2 separate regions of the Rattus norvegicus genome follow, and region 1 is linked to region 2. Evidence: chromatin contacts called from public Hi-C data. All regions are on one chromosome and are shown on one strand. Each heading gives the region's core, a stretch centred on a gene start, on an enhancer-like site or on the middle of the called end of the contact. The rest is flanking DNA. Distances are from core to core; before and after follow the strand shown.

What was found. A called contact is a pair of places that touch in the nucleus more often than the background predicts.
Region 1: a Hi-C map of frontal cortex shows a contact between it and region 2, with 2.2 times the contacts expected there. The contact joins the enhancer-like site here to the promoter of Stpg4 in region 2. A contact is called at or near these places in 2 of 12 Hi-C or Micro-C datasets (frontal cortex and prefrontal cortex).

Annotation. Positions count from the first base shown.
Region 1 is chr6:12,912,164-12,918,614 of GRCr8, reverse strand. It overlaps Ttc7a (tetratricopeptide repeat domain 7A), which reads left to right. Exons shown (of 20, transcript NM_001100756.1): 20 at 3,911-5,788. The coding sequence ends at 4,132. It also overlaps a transcript of Stpg4 not described here. Among named protein-coding and RNA genes, the nearest start is that of Mir3558, 20 kb to the left of the region's middle. Within about 2 kb of position 2,829, at least 53 of the 93 cell types and tissues checked have an H3K27ac peak or open chromatin away from gene starts, as enhancers often do.
Region 2 is chr6:12,857,997-12,863,709 of GRCr8, reverse strand. It overlaps Stpg4 (sperm-tail PG-rich repeat containing 4), which reads right to left and starts at 1,297. Exons shown (of 7, transcript NM_001163562.1): 1 at 1,134-1,297. The coding sequence starts at 1,217.

The DNA of each region.
Region 1 (6,451 bases), core at 1,580-4,079, 53 kb before region 2:
ACACACCCATGTGGCCTTCCCACTGTGCCTCTGCAGTCAGTGAACGCCTAGTGAGATGGTGAGATGGTGCTAAGTATAAGAACCGGCAGCAAGGCCCTTCCTTCCTCTCTATACCTAGCTACAGGCAGTTCTACCCTGTAGCTCAACAAACAACTCCTAACAGGAAATGCCCTGTACCCTCAGTCTCCAGACCTCAGCAACCACAGGCCCCTCAGACCACCTGCTTTGGGGCCCTTGTAGGCCTCCTGAGCTCCCTGAGGCAACAGTCAGCCCAGGAAGCCCTTAAGGCAGAGCCAGGGGTCCCTCCCACTTGGCTTCTGTTGAGAGCTGCTGCCCTGCTTAGAGCAGAAAGACTGGCAAGGAAATCAATCTCTCTCTCTCTCTCTCTCTCTCTCTCTCTCTCTCTCTCTCTCTCTCTCTCTCTCTCCCCCTCCTCCCTCTCATACGCACACACACAGATACACACACAGAGACACACACACATAGAGACACAGACTCACACATAGATACACACACACAGACACACACATAGAGACACAGACACACACACACAGACTCACACACACACACTCACACAGAGACACACACACAGAGACACAGACACACACAGACTCACACACAGAGACACACACACATAGACACACAGATACACACACAGACCCACACACAGAGACACACACACATAGAGACACAGACACACACACACAGACTCAACACACAGATACACACACACCCAGACACACACACAGACTCACACAGAGACACACACACATAGACACAGACACACAACACAGACACACACACAGAGACACACACATAGAGACACAGACACACACAGACTCACACACAGAGACACACACACATAGAGACACAGACACAGGCACACACACACACACACACACGTATGGAGCACAGGTCAGGTAAGGTACACAAGAGCCCCACAGTGACCAAATATGATGTGGAGGTGGGATGTCTTGAGGTTTGCTGAACTCAGGAAGGGCTTCCTGGGAGAGCAGAGCCCTGAGAGATCAGTCGGGGCCGAAGCCCCTCTGAGAGCTGAGGAAAGAGGGACTTCTGGAGACTTTGAACATTGTACTGTCCTTTCCAGAAGCCCTGGTGATGGCTGTTTCCAGCCCAAGTGAGCCTTGCAACTAGTCTTCCATGGTCACAGATAACTTTTGCATGGCTACCAAATCCCTGTGAATGGGCAGTCCAGTCCTGGCACCACAGTGAAGGGTCAGAAGCTATGGGCCTCTTCACAGGACTAGATCCCTCCCAGCAGATGAGGGACAGGCGGGGGTGGGGGGCACTCCGTAGGGATGTGTGGCTGGAACTGAGACACCAGTTCTGTGTTCTCGCCATCTCCCTGGAGACCTGTTCTTATAGTAGAGTCAGGAGGGTGCTGATGGACCCTGGGGACAGCGCCAGGCTGGGGACAGCAGGGGACACCTTGCATCTTCCTGTACTTGGGTCCCACCCAGTTGTCAGGCAGCAAACAGCACTGGGTTGCTACCAAACACAAGTGCTGCTGGTGTCAGGGGCAGGTGGCCACAGATCCGGTTACAGGCCCTGGGCCTCCAGGCCTTAGCCTGACCCCAGCCTGGCCCGGTGTCTTCTTTCAGGTTCTAAGGTCAGCATGTTGGGGCAGGGGGACATGAAGCCAGCCCCACTGCACAGCCCTTCCTAACAGAGGACCCTGCCATCTCCCTCCCTCTAAGGAAGTGGCCAGTGCTGGCCTCTCCCTGCCCCACCCCTGTCTGTGCTCCTCCTAGAGAGGTTGCAAGCTGCCTGCTGTGTGTCAGGCTGTGCCTTCTCCAGATCCATCCTTCCAGAATTCACAGCAGCCCTGTGAGGAAGGACTCTCCTACCACCACCACCCCTCAGTTTACCAATGAGAATATCACAGCTCAGAGACCAGTGGCCATTTGCTAGGGTCCCAGCTAGGCCTTCTGGCTGCTTAGCCCTGGCCTTTTGTCCTCTACTGAGACACCCATTCAGCCAGCAGACACATCCGACTGCGCCCCAAACGCCCACACCTTCTCTGTCATCCTGGGATTGAATGTAAGGCCTCCCACTCGCTAGGCAAGTGACAACATACCATTGAGCTACCCCCTGCTCTCTCTATTTTGATGTGGTTGCACTAAGTTCCCCAGGCTAGCCTAGACAGGCCTTCAACTTGCCATCCCCCTGCCTCGGCCTCCCCAGAGGCTGGGTTGATGGGTTTGCATCACTAGACCCAGCTGGAGAACAGAGGATTTGGACTCTTCTTGCCAATAAAGCTTCCTGTGGGAGGAAGAACCAGAGAGGAAGCTCAGAGAAAGAAGTGAGCAGACCCACCCCCTCCGCCAGGCCTGCTGGCCAGGTCTAGCCTCAGTTGCTCCCTGTGAGTGGCATTCCTAGGCTTCAGGGCTCCCTTTTTTGGTATTTCATCTTGGTTCTGGCAGCCATCAGCTAGAAACTTCCTTGCCTCCAGCCTGCGGGCCCCATTCCATTGTGAGCTACTTAAGGTCCTGTCCTGGCCATGTGGGCAGAACTGTGTGGCCTGGGCACTGCTGACCAGACACACACTGCCTGCCCCTGGTTCTGGTAACCCTGAGTCAGCACTGCTGTGTGCATCTGGTCAAAACCCCGTGTGACACTGCTACTCCCTGCCCCCACCTGCTGTTCCCCAGCTTAGGGTTGTAGGAGGGCGCCACGCTGGGAGTCAGTCTTGCCTCCCTGCTTCTGGCCCCAGGACCTCCAGCCAGCACCTCTGGAGACGGAGCCTTTCCCAGTCTTCCGCTGGACCATCCTTCTTGCCTAATTGGTCATGTTCCAAGCTCTCTTAGGGCTTCTGAAGTCAGCCGTGTACATCTTTCCTGGTGCGTCTCCATAGCAACCAAGGGCCTAACTCCAGGGAGCTTGGGGAGGAGGAAAATAACCCAGCTAAAAATGTCCGTGGCCGTCAGTGGGCGGGCTGCAAAGAGGGGGCTTCAAGCACAAAGGCAGCTCCCTGCCCCCCATCCTGGTCCCCTGCCTACCCAGGAAGTCGGAAGGAGTTGGAGATTTACCTCCACTCTTCGGAACAAGAGAAGTGCTCACTTCTCAGCACCTTGGGGTGCCTTCGAAGTGACAGGTCAGTGGGAGGTACAAAGCAGCCTTTCTGGAACCTGAAGCCTTCCCCATGCCCGGACCCTGTCCCTTGTCCCCAGTGTGGAGGAAGGGGAAGCTCAAGGCTGCCGGTTTCACTTCCCATCCCCGCTGTGAGAATTCCTGGCACTCCCTCTAGTTCTCTTGCAACTCTTTGCAACTGTCCTTTGAGCTGCTAAACCACCAAGCTGTACTCCTGTCTCCTGTCCTGAGGCATCTAGGGTCTTTGATCCCTGAACCCCTTCTAGCTCGTTCTCTCAGCAACTACTCTACACCCTGACCCTCTCCTTCCTGTGCCTGTCACCTGCCAGGGCAGGCTGCCGAGGCAGGCAGAGACTCTTCCCCTCTTTGTCACCGAGATGAGGGGCAGCCCCACGCTGCGGGCTGCATGCTCCCAGCTGGTGCTGTCTTGGACAGCTTTGCATCCACTGAGTCATTTCTGCCACGGGTCTTAGAAGGCCGTGCCCTGATAAAACATATTTTTTTTTCCCCATTTGTAGAAGAGCGAATGAAAGGCTCAGAATTCCCCCCAGGGGGCCACTCAGAATCAGGTCTAGACCTGAAGGCCCATCTTTGAAAGATAAGAGGAACCTATCGGTAACAGGGTTAAGGTGGGGCTTGGGCAGGGACAGATAGGTTTTGCATGAGTAAAGGCCAAGGTCATTTGTCTGTGGGCCTCTCTGGCTGATGTCCAGAAGCAAAACATTACTTCTCTGCCCTGGTTACTGAGCTCCCCCTGCCTGGGTGGCCCAGTTAACCTGGTCCTGTGCTTCATCTCCAGGGGCTGATTTTGAGTCGGCTGGGCCACAAGAGCCTGGCCCAGAAGGTGCTGCGGGATGCCGTGGAAAGGCAGAGCACCCACCACGAAGCATGGCAGGGCCTGGGTGAGGTGCTGCAGGACCAAGGCCACAATGAAGCTGCTGCTGACTGCTTCCTCACCGCGCTGGAGCTGGAGGCCAGCAGCCCTGTGCTCCCCTTCTCCATCATCGCCAGAGAGCTGTGAGCATCTGCAGCAGCTGCAGGCTGTCCGCAGGCAGGGGGGCAGGGAAGGGCACCATCCGGATGTGGGGGCCTCAGGGAATAGATGACTAGTGAACACTTCCACGGGCTCCCATGCCACTTCTCCCCCACACTCCACACCCTGCAGGCCCACATGGGCCTGAGCTCCTGTCTGAAACTGGGTGGACAAGATTTGCATCCAAAGCAAATGCCTTGCTCCCCAGAGGCTGACTTTGCCGAGCTCCTTTCGGATAAAAGGTGTGTCTTAGAGCCCAGACCCGTCCTCAGCCTCCTGAGCCCCTGGACGTCCTGCTTTGGAGTGAACCAGTCTTGAGTTTGTGTACCATAGAGATGAACTTGCTTGCCAGCCGTCCTCCGGCTGGCCAGACTTTTCCTGGATGCCTTTCTTTGTGCCTTGGGAGACAAACTGGCTTGAATCTAAGTGACCTCACAGAGCTGTGAGCAGGCATGCTGGAGAACCCCGGATACATTCCCCCAACCAGTCTCCCGGCAGTGCAAACTTGCAGCCTTGCCGAGGACAGCCACAGCTTAAGGTCTCAGACAGGGAGGACAGTGGTCTCCTGGGCCCTGTCAGACTGAATCAGCGCTGTTGATTGTCTGGTGTTTCCTTTGTGGGGGCTACACGTGTGTTCTATGTACCACCACCAAGTGCCTTTGGGAATTTTGTCAGGCCAGGTCTCTAAACACGTTCATGGTCATCTCCCTAGAGACACGCCCCAGCCAGTAAACTCCGAGGGCCCCTTGCCAGGGGCCTCTGGGACAGGCCTTGGAATATTAAACAGGGCTCTGACCTAGCCATTTCTAGTACCTTGAGTGCACAGTCCTTCAAGGCTTTCCCTACAGTGCAGGCCCCGCCCACTTGGGTGAGTGACACCAGCCCAGTTCACCTCATCTTCCACTGCCCAGTCTTCACCTTAGACTTTGCTGAGTGACCCAAAGCACCCGCTTGGCCTTTCATGCTCCCTGCTCAGATTCCCATGGAGGCCATGCTTGGGTAGAAACGAAAGAGGGACCTGACTGCCTCGCCTTTCTTTGCCCTGTGCTCTGTCACATCGCTGGGCAGATGTCCCTTCCTGACTCATCAGCCATGCACTCTAGTTTTGAAACTCCCTCAGGAAGCCATCCCCCACACCTAGCAGAGAGTGCCTTTCTGTCTCCCCTCTCTCTGGGTGGAAGCTCCTTCTGGTCTACCTTGCTCTTGTATTAGAATGTGTCAGGAGGGTTGAGAGCTGCCCCATGGCCAACCACAGTTTCCTTGGAAGGAGAAAGCCCTTGGAGATGGGCTCCTTTGTACTGACTTACCCTGCTTGTCTCCTCGTGTCCCCAGAGAGCCAGTGCCTTCTAGCCACAGCCACAGGCCAAGGGGAGGATATTCAGTCCTTGGTTGAATGGTCTATGTGTCTATGTGTATATAAATATAGATATATATATGCGAGAGATCTATATTTTTATGGCATTCTCTTAGAGTTAAGAAAAAAAGCAGATACTGCTCATACACCTTGGTGGTCGGTCTTGGCGGTGGGAAAGACAGCAAATGCATCTGACTTAGCATTACCTCTTTGGAGGCCATGGGAGACAGGCCCAGCACTTCACAATATCTTTAGAAATTGAATAAAAGACCCGTGAAGGGGAAAGGGGACTGTCTGAATAGTGTGTTCATTTACTTGGTACTCAGCATAGAGTAGTGATGCCAGCCCTGGAGAGGAGACCATGTCAGAGGAGAAACCCGGAAGGCTGAGGGGAGCAGAGTCAGGAAGAGAGAAGACACCCAGCTTCCAAGAAGGTCGAGTCTTGTCGGGAAGCAGTGCAACTAGAAGTTTGGGCAATGCCTGGAGGTTCTCAGAGGAGGCAGAGGGGTCTGGGACTGGTCCAGGGGCTGGGCCTGGCCTATGGCTGTCTTTCAAATAAGTCTGCCCACTAGGAAACCTCGGGGACTGGGGGTGTTAGCAGTCAGACATTTCTACCGTCTGCCCCAGAGACCTAATGACAGCAGAACAAGTCATCACTAGCTGCCAAGATGGGACACATTCCTATGTGACTACGAGTCACACGTGCAACATCCCCGTATAAAAGTCCAGGCCCCCCTCCTCGATTTGCCCTCTCCTTCCCCCCCCTCACCCAGAGGCAGCCCCTGTACACTGCTCCCCCATAAACCTCCCACGTGAGAACTGTCGCATGGCATGACTCTATGGCGTCCATGGCTTAGATCATGGCGAGATGATTGGTGCTAAGAAGCCTATGGCAGTGTATCGGAAGTAATTATAAGTTAGTAATTATAATTGTATAATTATACAAATATAAG
Region 2 (5,713 bases), core at 48-2,547:
GTTTTAGGCCAGCCTGGTCTACACGTTAAGTTCCAGGCCAGACAGAGAGCCATATATGACCCTGTCTGGAGAGAGTGGCGGGACACACCCACAGTCACATTTACTAGGCCACGGTAGGCTTTAGTTTTAGCATCTCATCTGTCAAGTGAAGAAGCAGATGTCTTGGGTGCGCCTCAGTTTCCAGTGGGTTTCTTGTCTCTGCAGTAAGCACTCAATATAAACTTGTGATGAGTCTGTGTTTGCTCCAGTCCTGCTGTCCACAGAACTTGGAGGCTTCGCTTCTCCTTTTTTGTGCTATTACAGATCACAAAAACATCAAACTCTATGTCCGATTTATAATATGAAATAGGGGGTCTCAAGCAAGAATACCCAGAAGAATAATTGGTAAAAATGGCAGATGCAACTCACTCTGTCATCTGTCCACGTGTTCTATAGTGTGAACTGTGTACATTGCTCTGAACAGCAGAATTTCCATAGTTTCATATACCATGCTATACATCCAAACCAACCGCTTCCCACTCAGCACATTCTTTTATTAGATTCCTGTTGATTTTTTTAGTTCCCCATTTTGCAGTCAGAAAGAAAATATTCTCAGGCAGGTCAAAACAGGTTTCCCACCTCCGGCTCCAAAGCAGAGAAGGGAGGGAGAGAGGATTGGGGATGGTAGCAGGACCAGTCCAGAGCAAAGGAGCTCTCCATTTGACCCAGACAAGTGATTTATAATCCAGCCATCTATCATTTTAGATTCGCTTTAAAGGAGAAGATAAATGATAGGCCAAATATCCCTCATCCCATTTTATTTTTTAAAGTACTAAAGTAGGAGGCAGGGCAGACAGCATGTCTGATAGAACTGCAAACTGTTCATTCTTTAACAGAAGCAAGCGAAAGGATGGAAATCTAACCGCTCTACTGCCGATAGTAATCGTAGCGGGAAGTGGAATGGAGGTGGAGAGAGGAGGGAAGGGAAGTGGCAGGAAAAAGAAATTCAAATCACAATCAAATAAAACAAAGAATCTGAGAGCTACAGGCTCGATAAGACCTCCCTCCAGCAGGAAGGCCCAAAGTAGAGAAGCAGGAAAGGCACTGGCTCCTTGAGCCGAGGCTGCGGGGCCACCAGGGACAGGCTACCCTACCGAAGTCGTTAGGAGCGACTCCCTACGTCCCAGGTCTTCTCTTGGTACTGTGGTGGAGGTTAAGACAACGGTTGGCTCAGCCATGGCGCCCTGGACTTTCTGCAAGCCGGTGCTGGCAGGCCAGGCGGTTGCTAGGAACCGCGGCCACCCGCCGATTCCGAGCCTGCGCGTGAGAAAACCCGGCGCAGCGTTCTGAAGGCCACCTCCAGTGATGGGGACAGGGAAGCGAGGCACAGTGCTGGCTCCAGCAAGGCTGACTCCGTGGACATTGAGATGGTCACGTGCGTGAGTTACAAAATACAGGGGACTGTGAAGTTTCCCCCGTTCTTGGGAGTGTATAGACAGGCTTACCCATCCCTGATGGCACGCCACAGACTCCACCATTCCCTCACAAATCACCATCAACCACACAAAGATCCTGTTCTGCCATAACACCCCGCTTCGGGTTGGAATCGGGCAATCCTGAACACTAGGCTAGCGCCTTAGCTATGACAGCAGACCACCCATCTTTTCTCATCCAAGGCCCTTAGCACACTGGGCCTTTCTCTTGGCTGTAGCTTCTTAAGCCAGAAAGATTTTTTGTAAATAATTTTTTTGAAGATTTATTTTTGTATGTGTATGAGTACTGTCGCTGTCTTCAGACACACCAGAAGAGGGTGTAGGATCCCATTACAGATGGTTGTGAGCCACCACGAGGTTGCTGGGAATTGAACTCTGGAAGAGCAGTGAGTGTCTTAACCTCAGAGCCATCTCTCCAGCCCCAGAAAGTTTTGAAAACGGTTTTTCAACCTTAATCCCCATTTACAGTGTAGCTAGGGTACAGCACACCTCAGGCACCCTCAAGGCAGCACTGCAAAGCAGGCATGAATTGGTTCCATTTGAAGAATGAGAACAGCTTCCTAAGACAATGACACCACCACACACAGAAGCCCAGGAATTCAGATCCAGCTCTGCCGGTCCCAAAGCACCAGTCACTGCCCTCAGCATCCTGAAGTTTTGGTTTCTCACCACCAACTTTCAAGAGTGAGTAGACTCCATCGTTTCTTCTTTGTTCCCCAAAACATCTAAGTCCAGAGAAAAGGCTTCAGAGCCGGGAGCACCAGCTGCTTTTACTGCTTTTACGGAGGACCAGGGTTGGGTTCCCAACGCCCACGTGGTAGCTCACAATCCTGTGACTCAAGTTCCAGGAGCTCCAATGCCCCCTGACCCCTGCAGGCACAAGGCACACACAGGGGGCCATATACATACCCACAGGCAAAACACTCAGACACAGAAACTGAAAAAATATTCCCAGGGCCAGGAGAGCGCTTGGGGAGGGGGAAAAACTTCCCGGGGCTGCTAAACCTGATGAGTTTGATATCCTGGGACCCACGTGGTGTGAGCAGAGAACTGACTTTCTTTTTTTTTTCTTTTTTTTTGGAGCTGGGGACCGAACCCAGGACCTTGCCTTTGCTAGGCAAGCGCTCTACCACTGAGCTAAATCCCCAGCCCCCGAGAACTGACTTTCAAAAGTGGCCTCTCCTTCAGTGCTGGAATACACATGCACACACACGTATACTGCATAACACCAAACCAAACTGGAGCACAAGAGGAACTTCTATGAGAGTAGTTATGTCTTGGTATCAATCAATCTTAACTTAGTGGGGCCTTTCAACACTCGTTCCCGGCTGGAGAGACTGCTCAGTGGTTAAAGAACTCTGGCTGCTCTGCAGAGGACCTGGGGTCACCTGCCAGCACTCACATGGCGGCTCACAACTGTCTGTAAACCCTCTCCTGTCCTCCCAGGGTACCAGGCGCACACAGTACACAGATACACATACGCGGAGGCAAAACACCATACACATAAACTTTATTTTTAATTGCTGTTCTTGAAGCATGCTTTTGTTAAAATACAAACTGATTCCGATCCCAGGACAGTAACTAAGAAAAACATGGCCAGCTTTAGGATTTGCTTTGCTCTTTCCACTGACATGGGTCCTGGGCCAGCCTGAGTCTCCATTACCTCAGGATTTCATCCAATTTATCCTAAATGCTGGCACTCTGCAGTCCCCCGCATCCTAGGCCTCCAGGTCTCCAAGGGCCAAGGTTACAGATGTTCACCACACTTGGTTTAATTTACTACTTTTTAAAAGTCCTGGAATCGAGTTTAAAATGAATGGCAGGTAGAGGCTAAGACGAAAACAAACATTAAGTTCCGAGTGTTAGGTTAGGAGTCCGCCCTGTGCTGCAGTTCACCTTCTTATTCAGGCTGAGCCTGTGAAAGTGGTCCAGCAGACCAGGGACTGAAACCCTAGAGACCAAGGACTCTGAAGGTACAGAGAAGTCCAGAAACCTACACATGGTGTGCAAGTGAAAAGGGAACCAGATGAAAAAAATAGTTTACCTCAAAATAGAAACATATAGGTCAATGATTTCAAGGACTTTTACCCATGGAACCAATTGACCATAGCTAAGAAACCATTGCCGGGGCCAGGACCAAGCTCGTGTGGCGAGGCACTGTGTGGCATGGGGTGCACCCCACTACCTGGGTGGCATGGAGTGCTGGGGGAGAGAGGAGAAAGGGAGCGTCAAGGTGGAGTCCGAAGAGTTAAGAGGCCTGGGATACATGAGGTAGTCTGAAAGAAAAGAGAAACCTAATACCCACCACTACCACTGTATACAGGACCACTGAGATTTATTTTCTGGTTAACAATAGTTTAAGATGTTCAGAGCCCAATACCTGTTACCCATCAGACCTCCAAAAATGTTAGAAACTTTATGTCCCAAGGATAATCTTCACCTCTCAAAGCTGAAGACTTTGACTCCAAGTTTATGCCAAATACTTCTTTGAAAATAACTTTGGGGGTGGGTTAGGGGGTTTGTGGAGGGGAAACAGGGAAGAGGGATAACATTTGAAATGTAAATAACTTAAAAAAAATGTAAAATGTATATACAGTTTAGTGTATCCAGAAACATCAGGTTTAGAGCCGTTAGTCTAAGCGACAGAATCCAATAGAACCAGTTTTGTTTTCTACCCAAATTTAAACGAACCTACAGTGGCAACTTTTAAAAATCAATTATTAAAACCTGCCGTTCACTGAAATGAAGAATCTCAAATTGAAAAGTTACTACCATAAATGCTTAAGCACAGCAGCCAGACACAAGAGGTGTCTTCCAAACCTGCGGGGCTTGCGTCTGGCTGGGAGCACTTGCAGCTCCTGCAGGTGACCACAGTTGGTTCCCAACACCCACATGGCAGCCAACTGCTTGGTTCAGTTCCAGGAGACCGGACCCTCCTCCTGGCCTCCACAGGCACCGCACTCATGGGATGCATACGCAATCTTTAAAACGTACTGGAAGTGGCAGAACCATCTTGGAGCAGACAGGCTACAGATAGCATTAAAGAACTACTACTACAGCCCTGATACATGAAAACTACGAACATGGCAGACTTGGGAGACAGTTCCAAAGGTTTGAACAGTTGTGATTATAGAAGTATCTTATTTCAATATCCTGTTAAACCAGGATAATAGCCCTTTCATGTTTTCTGTACTCTGACATAAACCACTAAAATATGGCACAAACAAGCTCGGGACGGAGCTCCATGGCTGATTCCAGCACTAGGGTAAGGGAACATGCCAGGCGTGGTGGCACACACCAATTCCAGCCCCGAGGAAGCAAAGACAAGACCGCTGCCAGCTGTACACGCACCGCTTTCCCTTTATCCTCGGTTTTCTGTATCTCAGTGTTATCTGAACATCCAGACTGTTAACTGGAAAAACTACTAATAGTCCTGCTGTCATTTTACAGGGGCACCTGGCTTAACAGCATGGTAATACTTTAGCTAAAACATTACCACCACTCAATGGTAGGGCCTCACAAATGGCCACCTATTAATACGAAGTTTTCACTTGAGGGATAGACTGAGCAGAGTTAGCAGTGTCTAAACACACACACACACACACACACACACACACACACACACACACACACACACACACACACACAGACTGAGCAGAGTTAGCAGTGCCTAAACACACACACACACACACACACACACACACACACACACACACACACACACACACCCCTCTATGTAGCAATAAGGCAGTAACCTATGTGTAATGAGCTGCCTCCCTTCCAGGACTACCCTAAACCTTGTGGGCCACATACGCAACTAATAACTATACTCACCCTTTCAACCTTGTTTCTGGTTGGCTACAGAATTAGATATTTAAAAGGCAGAAAAGCCTTGATAACCATACCTTGAACCTAAATTAGAAAAAGCAATGGCTGAAACCAGCAAAAGCATATGAAACACAGCATATCTGCTTACCTAACCCTAAAACTCTATGGTGCTCTCCTGACCGTTCAGGGCAGTAGGCACATGTGTGGCATACCTACAGGGCAAACACTCATCCGCACCAACCTAGTCTTTAAATAGTAGAAGGTAAATGTTCAATACTTAGCATATCCCAATTCCTTACAGAAGGTTAATTTATTTTTTTCCTTGGGGAAAGGGTCTCACTGTGGAGTCCAGAAGGCCTGGTACTTACTATGAAAAACAGCCATCAGGCTGGCCCCTCAACTCAAGAGACCTG